2 separate regions of the Rattus norvegicus genome follow, and region 1 is linked to region 2. Evidence: chromatin contacts called from public Hi-C data. All regions are on one chromosome and are shown on one strand. The core of a region is the stretch at or near the end of the contact, and the rest is flanking DNA. Distances in the headings are between cores, read along the strand shown. Region 1 holds the start of Smim15 (small integral membrane protein 15). Region 2 holds the start of Zswim6 (zinc finger, SWIM-type containing 6).

Evidence for each region. A called contact is a pair of places that touch in the nucleus more often than the background predicts.
Region 1: a contact with region 2 is called in a Hi-C map of Schwann cells, with 8 times the contacts expected there. The contact joins the promoter of Smim15 here to the promoter of Zswim6 in region 2. A contact is called at or near these places in 11 of 12 Hi-C or Micro-C datasets (the A7r5 cell line, the Rat2 cell line, Schwann cells and 6 more) and 1 of 1 datasets of contacts at active chromatin or transcription factors (oligodendrocytes).

What each region holds. Positions count from the first base shown.
Region 1 is chr2:41,260,261-41,264,032 of GRCr8, forward strand. Smim15 (small integral membrane protein 15) reads left to right here and starts at 1,450. Exons shown (of 3, transcript NM_001277209.2): 1 at 1,450-1,480; 2 at 3,336-3,481. It overlaps LOC102549347 (a long non-coding RNA gene), which reads right to left and starts at 1,364. Exons shown (of 6, transcript XR_010064072.1): 1 at 1,226-1,364.
Region 2 is chr2:41,110,644-41,114,741 of GRCr8, forward strand. It overlaps Zswim6 (zinc finger, SWIM-type containing 6), which reads right to left and starts at 1,696. Exons shown (of 14, transcript XM_039103499.2): 1 at 933-1,696. The coding sequence starts at 1,677.

The sequences.
Region 1 (3,772 bases), core at 200-2,699, 150 kb after region 2:
GCTCACCATTGAACAGTTCACGGTGTGGGAGCCAATCTTACTTACCATCTTTGGTTAAGGTAATGAAGGGCCACAGTAAGGCTGTCCTCTATAGCAACCTCTATGCTGTTCTTGGGTTTGCACAAGTCTGCCTAATGTACCAGGAGATTGATCCCTAAAACAAGAACGTAAAGATCCCAAGGTCTCCAGTACACTATAGCCAAAGAAGCTTGCTTCTTTCTTTCCTTTGTGTGAGTACTTTTCAGTTCCTTACTGTGCTTCCTTTTATTCCCAAGACTTGTGGGGACCCTGGGGCCTTTAGAGATAAAACAGCAACACAGTGGGAGGCAGAACTTGTGAGAAACCATCTACTGAAGTGACCATGTCCCTGATACAAGCTGGTTATGTGCTGTTTGTTCTGCAACAGGTCTAAGCAACCCTTCAGGTTTTCACCCAAGAATAAGAAGACCACTGCTGCTAATACAATATGCAACCATTAGCAATATACCCGAGGAGCAGTATTTTAGATCCTTAGATTATCTGCCAAAGTCTGCTTCTCGGTAAATAATGGTTACTGTTGTTATACTTTAACTACTCATACATGTCTCGGCTTGCCCCTCAAAGAGAACACTCACAGTCTCTCAGGAATAAAAACCTGCTTTATTTGGCACACAACAGTGAGGAGGTCTTGCAACATTCGCCAGAGGCGGTCAAACAGAGCAAGTAGTTCAGGCAAGCAATCACAAAATGTGAGCACCAACCAAACCAGAGCTAATCTTTCAGTTCCTGTAGATTAGAAGACCCATTTAACGCACCCCTTTCTGTTTGTTGACTTTTGAAGTCCTTTATTTATGTATTGGAAGAACAAGTACTTCTGTGGGATCTCTATGCCCTGACAGTTTAATTATTGACAGTTTACTTTGGGCAAGTATCGACCATTCCTTTGTGAAATAAGTTAGGCTCTTAAATTAAAAACAAACAACAAAATCTCTTTCCCACAGAGTGGCAGCATTTCCCCCTTGGTAACAAGGTTCATTGGACACATCCCAGCCCGGCTGCTGCTTTGTCTGAATCTTTAAATATTTAACTATTGTTCAACTATAAAGCACGAGTGAACGGTGAGTTAGGAAATAAGCCAGAGTCCCTCCTCGGCCGCGAGAAGGCTCTAAAAAGTCTGCGGGTTCCACCTCATTTCTTCCTACGGCTCTCTGCGGTTGAGAGTCCCTTGTACGAATTCCTCACTCACTCCGTCTCCTCGCCAGAGTCCCACGCCGGACGCGAGGCCACGGCGCCCTAACGACAGCGCACACGAAGCAGCGTGCGGGTATCACCTGCCGCGGACCCGAAACCATCGCACCGCGTCGCCCCGCCCTCCCGCTCTGGCTCGAGCAATGGCGCCGCCGGAAGCCCGCCCTCGACTTCCTCATCCCGCCCCGTTCCACCCCGCCTGTGGGCGGGACCTGAACGGAGCGGCTTCCGCTTTCCACTTTCCTGCCTTGCGGTGAGTGGGAATGAGAGCGGGATCCCCTAGGGTGTGTGGTGGCTAGCAGTAGCCTAGGCTGAGCGTGCGGCCGGGCTATCCCGGCTTCCCCAGCTCCTGGTCAGCGGGTCCTGCCCGGCTCCGCTCGGCGGGCGGCGTCCTTAGCCTTTGAGGCCGACGGATGATGGTGGACATGGCCCGGGGCAAAGAGAATCCTATTATGGAGGGAAAGTTAGAAGAGGGAAGCTGTAGGTGTAGAGCACCCAGGCCCACTAGGCTTTTTGAGGTGAAGGAGTATACCTGAAAGTGAGGCGACGATGTTTTGGTCCGAGACTGAGGTGCACTCGAGATATGTGGCCTGTGGACGCTAACTTTGCCACAACCTAGTCTTTAAGTCGCGCTATTCTAATTGCAAAGTTACGCGCTTTTCGCAGAAACTTGTATTAGTTCGTTACTGGGCTCGAGAAAGATCAATCCTTCTTGGATCTTCCTGAAAACTGTTTACAACTGGGCGAGGGCTTTACGACATGGAACAGAATGGTTAACGTCTCCAGCAAGTTTAATGTAGTGAAAGTTAGAGGTACGGTTTCCTGGTACAAATACGAAGATAGCATGGGGACATGGAAGTTAAAACCAGTGACATTTCCCTTGATGTGACGGGTTGTGGTACCATAATTATATTGGTAATCCTTTATTTTCTTGTAAGGTGCACTAATTTTACTACAGACCACAAAACCTTTAAAGAGCAAGGCACAGTGTTTTGACTTTTAAATGATGTACCCAATCCAAGAAATAAATGAGTCTTAGTACAAGCAGTTTTAAACTCTTGACTGGGGATGTTGGTCAGCTATGGAGCACCTGTTACTATGCTCTACTTGGCCTTGGGTTGTAACGCCAGCAACAGATGCAAAGATTCAAAATCTTTATGGGTATGGGGACTGTAACATGTCAGTGAACCAGCTTGATTTTTTTTTATGTCAGTTAAAGTCATAACTTTATTATTCAGACAAAAACTAGTAATCAAATAATTTACTTAAAATACTTCTACAAATTAGGCCTCTATTTTGGGGAATTTGCAATTGCAATTTAGGAAGAAATAGGTTTTAACAGGCTATACTATTATAGAAAGATGTTTTTACTTGTTCGTTTTTAGATAATTTATATTTTTTCCATTCATAATCTTACTGTAAAAGTATCTTGCCTCGGTCTGCTAACCTAGGCCTAGTTCTGGAAGCTTCTAGCCTCTGTACAATCTTACCTAGGCCTGGAATGTTTCAGCCTCTGAGACTTCCTGCTGAATAGTAAGCTCATCCTTTCTTGTTCTTCCTGAGCTCTGACTGGCCGGCCTTCTTCGCTGTTCTGGTTCAAACTCCTTGCCAAGTTGACTGATTAATCTGGCTTCTCCCTTCCCTCTTCTGAATTGCTCCTCTTGACCTCATGCTAACTCTAGCAATGTGTTCTCATCTTCTGGCTCCTTCTCACATTCTCTGGCTCATTGTCTTCACCTGTGTTTAGCTTGTTCCCTGCAGCCTGTCTCTATACAACTGTCCCAGTACAACAGCCTCCTCCTTTCTTCTCTCTCTCATTGTGAGAGTTGGGCGTACCATAATCTGTTAAACCTTTCTCTGATTCATCACTTTGGCCGCCACTCAATTGGACGTCACTTTTAAACTTTGGCGTTTCCTTGTACAAAGTAACTTTACCTTCACTGTTTGGGATTAAACTTGTATACCAAGGGTGTGTCTGCATTCCAGCTAGAGGAACCAGAGATGTGCACTAAGGGCTAGGCCACACTATAGCACATTCTTGGGGTTCACAGTGTGATCAGATATCCTGCATCATCTTACAATAGTTATGACTTAATTTTCTTTTCCAGCTCATCCATGTATATGTATATATAGAATTTAGCCGTCTCCAAAGCGTATGGTCAAACTGAAGAAGGCATAACCAATAATCATCTGAATTGTGAATGACTCATTGATAATCCCAGAGGAAAATTAGAGATCACTACTCTAACATAAGGTAAATGGTTTTTAAAAATCCTAGCTTGAGACTTTAGCTAGCTTGAGACTTGAGGTGGCTGTAAACACACACAAACCATCCTTATCCTGGTGTAATTGAGACAGGTTGCTAGAAAGAGGAACAACATAGAAAATGCCATTGAAATCCTCACCATATTTTACCAGATGATCCTCCGTTACCAAAGATGTACAGTATTTACTGTGGATGCAGTTCTCATTGTGATTTTTTTTTTATAACTGTCAAATTTGAAAGCTATAACCTAGGAATCATTCCCCCCGCCCTGGATTTATG
Region 2 (4,098 bases), core at 446-2,945:
TGAAAAGAAATAAAGAGGTTCTTTTGTTTGCTTTCCCCTTTACCGAGGGTGACAGAAAATTGAAAGGGGCACAAATAAACCCGAAAGGAGAACAAAGTGCCGGGTGGTGCGGGGCGCGCAGCGGCGCAGGGGCCGTGGGGCCCCTCGGTGCAGACGCCGGCCGCGGGTCACGGCGTCGGACCGTGCTGCCCGCTCCCTCAGCACCGCACCCGGACCCCGGGCGCAGGCCGAAGTCGGGCAGCCCGGTACCTCACGGGATGGAGAAGCGCGAGCAGCGCCCCTCAGCGGCCCGTCCGGCCGTCGCTCCCGACAGAGGTTGCTCGGGGACCCGGCGCGGACGCCGCGGAGCTAGTCGCAGACACCTTAAGCAGCTGGAGTATACGGGACGCGCCGGCCGTCGGAGCCCCGAGCGGAGCGGTGGCCGAGTGGTGTCGGAGGGACTCGCCAGCCCCCCCTCCCTCCCTCGGACCGCGGGGCGCGGAGCGGCGCCAAGAAGAAAGGACGCGAGCCGGGCAGCGCAGAGCGAGCGCCCCGGTCGGCATTGTCTGCGGCCGGCGCCCCCTCCCCCGCGCCGCACGCCCCAGCCCGAGCCCCGCGGCCGCCCGCGCCTTTGTCCACACCCGCCCCGCACACCGGCGCTCAAGCTGCGGGACAGACGACCGGGACGCCGACACCCACCGCCCCGCCGCCGAGGGGCGCGTCCTGCTGATTCATTTCCCACTCGCGCTAGCCCGTCCGGGGAGACGGGGGCGGGGACCAGCGGGAGGAAATGGGCGCTCCGCTCCGGGGACAGTCCGAGTCGCCCCACCGCTGCACCGCGCGCCCGGCCCGAGGCGGCCCAGAGGAACGAAGGGGGCCCTTCCCTCCCCCACCCCCGAGGGACAGGAGGACAGACCGAAGGACCGACGGCCCGCGGCGGCCCCGTGACTCACCGACTTGCAGGACGTTGTCTACGCAGCCACTCTCCAGCAGCGCGATACCCCGGCGGAAGGGCAGCCGCGTCTCGTCGCCACCGTCCGCAGCGCTGGACGCCCCCACCGACGGGGTCCCGGTGCCCGCGGCGACGGCGGCGGCGGCGGCTGAGGTGGCGGCCGGCGAGGATGAGGAGCCGCCGCCGCCGCCGCCCGCGCCGCCGCCCGTGCCGCCGCCGCCGCCGCTGTCGTCGCCGGGGCCGCCCGCGGAGCCGCCACCGGTGTTGAAGGACGAGTACATGCAGATCTCCCGCTCACTGCGGGGAAAGGACCAGTAGACGATGCGGCGCTGCACCGGCTCCGGGATGCGCTCGAAGCGCTCCTCCACGCGCTGGAACGGCCACTTCTCCGCCACCCTGCGCGCTGCGATGTCCAGCAGAGACTCGGGGCTCTGGGTCTTGCCCGGCGGCAGCAGTCCCAGCGCCGCGCCGCCCCCGCACGCCGCCGCCGCCGCACCGCCCGCCCGCGGGCCGGGCCGACAGGCAGAGCTATAGCCGCCACCCGCGCCGCCGCCGCTGCTACCCCCGCCGCCGCCGCCGCCGCCGCCGCCGCCCGGCCGGCAGCAGAGCCGTTTCGCGGGAGGAGGCTGCTGTCCGCGCTCCGCCATGACCGCGCCGCTTCTAACCCGACAGCGGAAGTGCCGGGACCCTATAAACGGCACAAGGAAGCGCGACACGCACACGCCGTGGCGACGCCACGCTGCCATCTAGGGCCCGCCGCTCCTTGTAGGGGCACGGGAGGTGTGGCCTATACGGTGACGACGTCGCCAAGGAGGAGCGCCGATAGGGAGAACCTAGGGGAGGGGGCGGGGCCTATGCAAATCACTGGGCTGAAACATAAATAGAGCGCTCCGTGGACACGGGGGTGGCGGGGGCGCCCGGGTTGGGTGCCGGGTGGGCTGTGAGAATGTCAGGCTGCTGTGACGCGGGGGGCGGGGCTCAGGCGGGGTTCCCGCGGGAGGGGGCGGGCCGTCTGCCAAGCGGAGGGTGGGTGGGTCTCTGCGCCCCCTGTCTACTCAACTTAGCCCTCCAGCGCCCTGCCTCCCTTTTGATGTCCGCCAAGTGAGGACGCTCCTCGTGGGTCGCCGCGGGGCGGGTAGGGGGAGGGTTCCGGACTAAATGGAGGATGGACCGACTGCTCGATGCCCCACCCCCCAGTCAGCCGGCCCCGCGGGGAAAAGCCTCTGGGCGGAGGAGGCGCTTTCAAAACAAAGAAATGCTGCGTGAAGCCCCGGGGACGCAGCCCAGAGGAAGGCGGGGGAGGCGCGGCCCAGGCCGCCTGCTTTCCTTCCAACCCGGCGGAGCGAACTTCCCCCACCCTCGGCCGTGGCTGCGGCACGAGGGGATAGGGAGGAGGGCTGAGCTCAGCCACTGTTTTCCACTTCACTTTTTGCCGACCCAGGTGGGGAAGGGGCGCGGCTGCCCCGCGTAACTGCAGCGCACCCAGCCCTGAGTCCCGGGTTCGCTCCAGCCCGGTGACAGGCCAGGAAGCCGAGCCGAGCCGACCGAGCGCCCGGACACGCAGAGCGCTCGGATGCTGCCTCGCAGCCGCTGGACGCGCGTCCGGAGCCGGCCACGCTGCCCCGCCCTCGCACTCTTTCAACCCTTCGGGCAAAGAAGCTGGCCCGCCCGGGTTCAGCCGGGAGCCCCAATCGCCCTCTTCCGCGACCTGCTGCAGACCCAGGGGTCGGGCCGCTCCAGTTAGAGCGCTCGCACCGGCAGAGGATCGCGCAAACTCTCGATCGCGAGACGGTTGTCGCTCACGGCCGCCCAGTGGCGGACAGCGGCCGCGGGCGCTCTGGAGTCTGCGGCGGGGCTGGGACCTGGAGTCTTTGGCGCTCCGGGCGCGCGCCGCGCTCCCTGCAGCATTGGCGGCGCCCGACCGGCGGGTCCTCCCGCAGCAGGGCAACAAGACGAGTGAGCGAGCATCGCTGGGAGACGGTGCCCGGGCGCCAGCGGAGGCGGAGAATCGAGTCCCCGTCTGAACCGGGAACCCTGCGGACATTGTTCTTCGCACTCTGCAGAGCTTGGTTAGATCTCAGCCAAGCCGCAGGCTTAATGACCACGTTAGACACCCTGACTTCTTGCTCCACCTTCTGTTTTTACTCTAAACAGTGTTAGAGATACTGTCCTATTGTTGGAGATAAGCCCTAACTCCTCTGACACTTTCGCATATTGGCTACTCCCCACTGCCTACCTGGTCTGAATTTAAAGCGACTACGCGCGTCGGCGTGTTGTAAAGAAAATTGCCCACTCAAAGCGGAGGCCGCCCGAGACATTGGACGTGATCCATGTCGGGCATCAGGAGCCCCAGGCTAGAAGTCCCTGGAGGCAGGACGCTGGCAGACTTTCCATAGCTGCTTGTTAGGAAAATTTTGGTGACATGTTTTTGTATATTCATCCAGTATTTTTCTAGGCACCTCCTCGGTGCCTAGGAAAAAGCTGGGCAGAAAACTGAAAGACCTTTATGGGCAAGTGGAAGAGGAAGTCTCTTTCCTCCGGTTGTTTAATATCTAGATCTCTTAAAAAATAATTTTAAGAGACTTTAAAACTTAGGCTATCAGAGCAGAAAGTAGGGTGAGCTCTAGTCTGTCCTCAGGAAGTCATGACAAAGGCGTGTGCTGCACAGGTCGCCGAGAATTTTCACCCGTGTACACGGATCTCTGAATTAGAAAGCTAAAAAGGACAAAACTGGCGTTCTCGGACAGAATAAATGACTCATTCGGGGTCAGATGTGGTGTTGGTGGGAGGGATTAATTTCCATCACAGGAAAATACATACCTTTAGAGGAGGCTAACATTTAAAGAATTTGATATTGCAATGAACTAAAGAGACTGGATCTAAGGCATGGACCTTCCCTGGAGGGATCCAGTCATTTTTTGTTAAGTTTTTGCTGGGAATGGAACATAGGCCCTCCAGCATGAATGCTCAAGGACTGAACTATACCCCTAACCCTGGGGCAATCCAGCTTCATTTTCTAATTCAAAGAAAAGCTGAGGGCCACTGAGTCTAGCCCTCCTTGATCTCCTGGGGTCTCAGACACTCTGCCTATTCTTCTTTTTGAATGGTTACCCTCATTCTTGCATTTCTCTGACACCCTGTTGTCTCTTCTTTCCTGGTCATCTTCC